Linked DNA regions of Mus musculus: region 1 is linked to region 2. A link is a contact called in public HiChIP or PLAC-seq data. All regions are on one chromosome and are shown on one strand. Each heading gives the region's core, a stretch centred on a gene start, on an enhancer-like site or on the middle of the called end of the contact. The rest is flanking DNA. Distances are from core to core; before and after follow the strand shown. Region 1 has its middle 39 kb from the start of Gm38992. Region 2 has its middle 20 kb from the start of Gm36340.

Evidence for each region. HiChIP or PLAC-seq counts read pairs in DNA pulled down with a chosen protein or histone mark.
Region 1: a contact with region 2 is called in an H3K4me3 HiChIP or PLAC-seq map of embryonic basal ganglia, with 4 times the contacts expected there. The contact joins two enhancer-like sites. A contact is called at or near these places in 2 of 115 datasets of contacts at active chromatin or transcription factors (astrocytes and embryonic basal ganglia).

Annotation. Positions count from the first base shown.
Region 1 is chr7:36,502,456-36,506,207 of GRCm38.p6, forward strand. No RefSeq gene overlaps it. Among named protein-coding and RNA genes, the nearest start is that of Gm38992, 39 kb to the right of the region's middle. Within about 2 kb of position 2,261, at least 17 of the 459 cell types and tissues checked have an H3K27ac peak or open chromatin away from gene starts, as enhancers often do. A contact at or near this core is called in embryonic basal ganglia, where this site is marked.
Region 2 is chr7:36,132,042-36,135,775 of GRCm38.p6, forward strand. No RefSeq gene overlaps it. Among named protein-coding and RNA genes, the nearest start is that of Gm36340, 20 kb to the right of the region's middle. Within about 2 kb of position 1,745, at least 31 of the 459 cell types and tissues checked have an H3K27ac peak or open chromatin away from gene starts, as enhancers often do. A contact at or near this core is called in embryonic basal ganglia, where this site is marked.

The DNA.
Region 1 (3,752 bases), core at 1,011-3,510, 370 kb after region 2:
CCTATCTTGAATCAATTTCTCCAGCACCCATCTACTTCTCCTCATCACTGTCTGGTTCATGTGTTGGCTTTATGCCATGAAGCCACACACAAAGCACATTGATGATAGAGAGATGTGTTAATGGATGAATAATGAGATGCATTGATGGATGGATAGATGGATGGATGGATAGATGGATGGATGGATGGATGGATGGATGTGTGAATGGAGTGATGTATAGATTGAAGGATGGATAGGTGGGTGGGTGAATGGAGTGATGTATATTAGACAGTTGGGAGAATGTGTGGATAGGTGGTTGGGTAGTAAATCAAGGTGAATAAATGAACAAGTGGCAAGATAGGTGAATGGATAAGTTAATGGATGGATGGGTAGACAGATGGATGGATGGGTAGACGGATGGATGGATGGGTAGACAGATGGATGGATGGATAGGTAGATGAAGGTATGTGGTTGTGTTGGTGAATGAATGGATGGATGAGGGGATGGACTTACCCTGTATGCATGCATGCAAGGATGAATGGGCGAGTAGACAAGTGGGTTGATGGGTAAGTGAAGAAGGAGTGGATAGGTGGATGGATGGATGGGCCCGTGAGTGGATATGGATAGGGGGCTGTCTGAATGGGGTAGGTAGGTGGGTGGTAGATGGAGGGTGAGTGGATCAGTAGATGGATGGGCAGGTGGTTAGACGGATGGCGAGAGCTACTCCTGATAGTCTCACTCTCAGTTACAGCATGTCTATAACAGCTCAGAGAACATGCTGGCAGAACCCAAGAGACTGTGCCCCCGACATGAAGCTATCATTCACTCTCTCGGACCCAAATGAGCTAGGCCACATCTCAGTCCAGAAAGATTCTGTGTGAGAAAGAAATCATTCTCCACATAGACTCTGCACAGCTCAGGTGCGCAGAGATTTGCTTCTCTCACCAGAGTGTGACACCGAAGCCCACTCTGGAAGCCCCCTTACTGCTGTACTTTCCTGTGCTTACTCCCTTCTGCGGGCATCATGCCAAGCATGAGACCTACCAATGGCACATCTGCATGGCTGCGCTAGAGGTAAAGTTCCAGAATCCACAACTGTCCTTGGTGGTCCCAGCTGTCATTGTGATGACATTCAAACAAAGGCTTGCACTCTTTCATGTGATCCATCAGTGGGCAAAGGATCAAGTTAGATGCCTTGGCTATGAGGATGCCCCAGAACCCAGGACTTCCTCATGCCTAGACTTCTCCCCTTATGCATCTCCCTATTCTCTGGCCCATCTCTCCCCTATATCACTTGCCCAGAAAAGCAAGACCTTTTTCATCGGACCCCGTTAGAATCCACAGTGCTCGCCTCCCTCCTTCTCTTCCCTGACACCTCCTCCACCTCATCTCAGCCAGCACTTGTGCAAATGACACTTGGAAATTCCACCTTCCCTGGCATGTCGGGATGAGGAAATGACTGGAAACCTGACAGTCTATCACTACCAGGGAGTGACAATTTAAAAAAAAAAATTCCAGTTATGAGTGTAAGTTTAAAAATGTAACTAAAAGCCTTCATCAAAGTTTAAAGAGCTTCTTGCGCTTTTAGCATTTGCTTATTTTGATTTATTGACAATGACACACCTAGGAACAGCCATCTCTCTGAAGCGGTGAAGTAATGGACTTTGGTGGGAGAGAGAGAAAAAGAGGGGGGTTGGAAAGGAGGACGGGGTGGGGGGGTGGAGATGGTACAGCTCGCAGGAGAGAGGCCTCTGATTACAGCCCACTAATTTGTTATGCACTCTGGTAAATCAGCAGTGAATCACATGACAAATAAGGAGAAAAAATTAACAGCTGTCATGTTGTGATGTGTTAATTTCCTGACAGTCTTTGCACTGAAGCCAATTACTGATTTAAGGGCAGAGAGAGAGAGCCCTGTTCAAGCTTCTAATTAGGGCTTCTTCAAGACTAAAAGGATAAAAGCAAAAATAAGAGAAAGAGAATGAGGCAGGTAGCTGGGCTCCGTGAAGCTCACATGCTTTTAAAGCCCCAGTTAAATAGCTTTAAGCTTAAGTGTGTTTAAGATAAGAATTTAGAAACATTTATTCGCTTTTATCCCTGACCCGATGGTTTAGGCTTTTGTGGAGTAATTGGGAGTCGAGCAGGCCCAGGGCTCTTGTTGCCCTCTTTCCAAGCGGTCCAGCCTCTCCGATGTAATCTGCTAATAATACCTTTGTTTAGTCATGTCAACAAGCATTCATCACTGAGGTAGACAAAGGGCGGCAAGCATCCCACCCGCCTCCTACACGGGCATCTGCAGACAGCACATGGCTGGTGTCTGAGCCTCTGCTGCACTGTGTGGCCATGTGTAGTACTGGACTTCAAGGATAAATCTGGGTGTGGAGGACTACTAGGGTTTCGGCGTGCAGATATGGAGGCTGCCATCACACAAACCCAAGGAAAAGATGGATTTGGTTGTGAGGTTTTTGGCTGCCCTTGTGACTTACCTGGTTCCACTTAACTTGCATGTCTTCTTCATGGGTTCCACTGGTTCAGGGCAAGAGCAGACTTTCTCTAGGGACCTGGAAGTCTGCCATGGGAAGAATTAGAGGGAGTTGGTTGCTAGGAGGCTCATCTAGGGCCATTCTAGGTGCATTGGGGTTTCCTCAGAGTGACATGTAGCAGACACTCCCCTGGGAGTCCAGAGAAAACTAGGACTCAAGAGACCATGTAACTTAACACTGGTCCGTTTGGAAGTTTGTCTCCCAAGAAGTTCCCCCCATCACCCTTCTCTCTTCCCCCTGCCACCTGTCCACCTCTTCCTTCCCCCTTCCCCCCAGCCCAAGGATTGTTGGGATTCACTGCTTGTATATGTTAAGAATAAGGAAAGAAGACGAGGGGAAGGGGAGGGGAGAAGGGATCAAGGAAAGAAGAATGGCTATTAGGAGAGAGAGAGACAAACTCGGGAGAAGGAGTAAAAGCAGAAGGGAGACAGAGCAAGGTCAATACAGAACAGCTATTCTAGCTAGACAGACACAGACCCTCGGTTGGCAGCCATAGGGTTTAAGACCACTGCCTTCACTTCTTGGCTTCTTGACTCACTTCCTTAGTGAGTGAGATTTCCAGACAGGATCTTCCCGTGATAATGAGCTGCCTTGTCAGGTTCACAGACTCCAATGAAAAGGGATGCTCACAGTCAGCTATTGGATGGATCACAGGGCCCCCAATGGAGGAGCTAGAGAAAGTATCCAAGGAGCTAAAGAGATCTACAACCCTGTAGGTGCAACAACATTATGAACTAACCAGTACCCCGGAGCTCTTGACTCTAGCTGCATATGTATCAAAAGATGGCCTAGTCGGCCATCACTGGAAAGAGAGGCCCATTGGACACGCAAACTTTATATGCCCCAGTACAGGGGAATGCCAGGACCAAAAAAATGGGAATGGGTGGGTAGGGAAGTAGGGGGGGGAGGGTATGGGGGACTTTTGGGATAGCATTCTAAATGTAGTTGAGGAAAATACTTAATAATAAACAATATATAAAAAAAAAGAAAGAAAGAAAAGGGAAACCTGAGTCTTTCTGTTACTCACCCTCAGTCCTGAGTGTCACTGTGCTTGACACGGGCTGAGCCAGGCTAGGCAACCAGAGGAGCTGAATAGATCTTGGAGCTAGATTTTGGGTCCATCCCCAAGCTTAGGAGAGGGCACTCTCAGGAGCTGGTCCCTAAAGGAGGCAAGCACCTTCATCAAGCTCAGAGCAGGTGGGTGGAACCAAAAGGCAGCTTATTAGAGAG
Region 2 (3,734 bases), core at 495-2,994:
TGCTACTACCCTGGTGGTCATCCAGAGGTAGGAGCATCCTTGGGGCAGAAGTATACAGCAGTACCAACAGGCTGCACCTGAGTCCTAGGCACCGGGATCTGTTAGCACCATGATGCATTTGGCTAGTGCAGGTGAAAGCTAAGGACGGTGTGGTAAGGCTCTTCGGCTCCTCTTTTGCCTTTGCCCCAGAATGCACTTGGCATCACAAATACCAGGCCTTCTTTGTGCCTGCTGTTCCTCAGTCCCAGAGGATCCTTGGTGCTAGGAAGCAGGGGGTGGACAAGAAGATCAGGGACAGGAAGACCCTGCGTTTGATTAACACCAACACCCTCCACTATGATTGCCAGCCCACTACTCTGCCGTTCAGCTCTCCTGTGAATCTTGGGCTGGTCTGCAGGAGGCATGCTGGGCATGTGGACTGTGGGGGCCGAACGTCATAGAACCGACCATTTTGCTACGTTGTCATGTCACAAGTCTCTGCCTGATACCGGTTAAGATTTTTTTTCTCAAAGGATCTGAGAACAACTTGACTAGATTTGTTTTTTGTCTGGACTCAACAAGATTTGCCTGACCTTAGAGTGTCATTCATTCCGAGCTGGGGACTTCAAGTACCCTCAGTTGCATCTGGTGTCCCAGCTGTCTCTCCCTGGGCTCTGCTTAGGAGGTGTGTGTGTGTGTGTGTGTGTGTGTGTGTGTGTGTGAGTGTGTGTGTGTGTATGTGTTTAGGAGCAGGAGGCCCTTCCTCCTTGGCCTGCACAGTCCTGGCAGATTCCCTGAGGGGCAGCTGCCCTGGTTAATACCCATGGCTGCCCTAGCCAAGTTCAGTTAGAGGGAGAGGGGGTTGGCCTCTAGAGATGTGGTCCTGAGGTCTCAAAGTCCTATGAGCCTTGGTCCCTGGCAGAAGAGGTAAATCTGTGACTCTCCAGACACATTTTGAGTGAATTGGTTTCAGCTTTCATGAAATGCTAATGTTGATATTGTTTACGCCCCGTTGTATTGTTTTTCACTTTAAAATTACAGCTTTAGTGCATTAAGCTAATTTCATAATACTGTATTAACTTAATATTCCATAAATCACACATGTCGGATCGCATTGTAATGGATACACAAGAAACTGAATTTACTACTCTGGCCCTCCAAACACATGGATTCATAATTTGCCCCGGCGAGGCCTGGGCCTCCATATAGGGTTAAGGAATTACACATTCCGATGCCAGCCAGGCACAGATCATGCGGAGTGCGCAGGCTCTGCAATTGTTCTCCATACAAATTGAAACAATATATTTCCAGCTATTTCCTAGTTGTAATTACTAGCAAAAATCGTAATACCGTGAACATATTTTAAACACCTGCACTTTTGGTCCAATTCTTTTTTTTTCTTTTCTTTTTTTTCTTTCTTTCTTTCTTTTTTTTTTTTAAATAAAGCTGTTTCCATTTGAATAAAGTTGTGAAAGCTCGCCCCACCAATGGTAGCAATCACTCAGTATGGCTTTCCTGGGAAAGATGATAACTTTTGATTTGGAGGGAAGAGGTAAAGACAGAAACGGGTGGGTAGAACTCATCTTGCATGGGCCCCTCTCTCTCCTCTCCCTCACCCCTCACCCCTTCCTTGGCAAAAGAGATTTCATTGCAGCCGCTTAACTGGGTTGGGTTTATTCCCTGGCTCCCTTGCAAGGGTGCATGCTTCCATGCTGTAGCCAGCATTTGCGGGACCTGGGAACAAAGGGGCGCTCTCCATGGGGGAGATGGTGGTGTGCTGGGGCAATTGAGAAGCCTCTGTAGGTTTTTAAGCACACACTGTCTAATCGGGCTCTGACAAGTCCATTGTAAATCAAAGGTCTGGTAAGTGGGCATGCCAGAAATGTTTGATCTCCTTCCAAGCCTTGAAACAACTTGCTTACTTTTTTTTCTGCAGTTTGGCTCCTCACTAAAATAAAACATTGTGAGATGAATGTTCTGACGGGTCATTGTGTGTCAAGCTGTCACTCTGTAATGGTTACATATTTCAGCTGGATTGAGGTGGTGCCGGCTGGGGAGGTCTGGGAGAACCGGGAGAGGGAGAGAGGGAGGGTGAGGACGGAGACAAAGAGTATCAGGATTTCTGCTCTCTCCTTGTGGCTGATCTTCATTTAAACCAAACACTTGTCATGTTCAGAGGAAGTTTTATAAATTTTTAATGATATTGGGTACAACTGGTGCTTTGAAATTTGCTGTACTTTAATTTTTTCTTCGTTAGCAAAGGTTCACTAATGCATTGAAGTGCTAACAGCGTATCCTAAGGATGCCACAATAATTGTGCTGTTAATAATATCCTGGCACTAGTAATGTTCTCCTGGTAATCAAGGCATGAGATTTTTTTTTAATATATTCAGTTATTACACTGCATCTCGTACAAATCATGTCAATTACAATTGCCAGCCTGTGACAGTTAAAATAATTGTATACGTTTTCTAGAATTTTCCATTGGCTTGGCTAATCAAGCTAAAAAAAAAAATCAACACATTATTTGCATTAATTTTGTTTCTCGTCTATTTCCACTCCTAAATCATTTGTCCATCGACTTCAAAAGGCAGAACAGTAAGTATTTTAATAATAAATATACAAACACATTCACACCAACCTAATTTAAGAATACTCTTCTATAAGAGGAGTGAGATGCAGTTATCTGGCAGGAATGTTTTGTGTGACTGGGTTTAGGACATTAACTAGAGTGCTTGCCTGCTGGTATCGTGTTGCACTGTATACACTTGGGATAAGCTGACGCTGGGTGTGTACAGAAATCTTGTGAGGAAATTCATTTTAGTGTTTTCTGGGTTTGCATTCAGCTTTTAGTTCTGTCTAGGTCAGAAAATTTTTATAATTTTTGATCTCTTTTTTATTTATTTATTTATTTTTTTGAGCTCAGTGTTCCTCTGCACCAGGAAATGATGTATGTAATACTTCGAAGAAAGGCTCTGCAAACGTGCAATTCGAACGCTAGTCTCCCACCTCTGTGATGGCTGCCTCCTGACCGATGCCAAAGCTTTCTTTATTTGCGGCTAAAATAGCTAAATGCTCCAGAAAGTCCTGAGCACGTAAAACTGGCTGCTCACGGGATCCCCAGGCGGCATCTCAGCAAATTTCCCCAAAGCCCGGATTCTCTCTCCTTCACCCAACTTCCCTGCTTGTCACAGCCGAGAACAGGCAGGAGTTTGGGTTGTTACAGAGACCAGGATGGCATGGATGAGGACCCTGGGGGTCCCCTGGAGAAGGCCAGGCCATCCTAGAAGGCTCTTCTGGGATCTAGTAGTGCCCAGCTGCCCCTGTTCGTGGGGAGGGTGGGTTGGGATGCCTCAGAGGCAGACCTGAAGGGAGGGTCAACTTGGCCTGGCTTAGCTGTGGACCAAAAGGATTTCAAAGCAAGCAGAGCCATTGCAAGGGTTCAAGGAACCCCAAAACAAGGAGCAAGAGTGTCTATAAAACTCATACTCACACAGGACTCAGAAATGGCAGGTGGGTAGAACAGGATTATTTGAGGAATTTTCAGGCAGCTTAATGGCATCATAAAGAAAGAAACTTCTTGCTTGCCAAAGCTGTCCTTATTCCCCACCCCCCCAACATCCTACACCCTTTCTAAGTCAGCCTATGGTATGAAGGTTTTGGCATAAAGATGGGTGTCCACAGGTAAAAGGGGGTCAGGGCAACAAAATATCTTTTTGTCTCTTTTTTAATGCAGTCATATTCCCTTAAACATA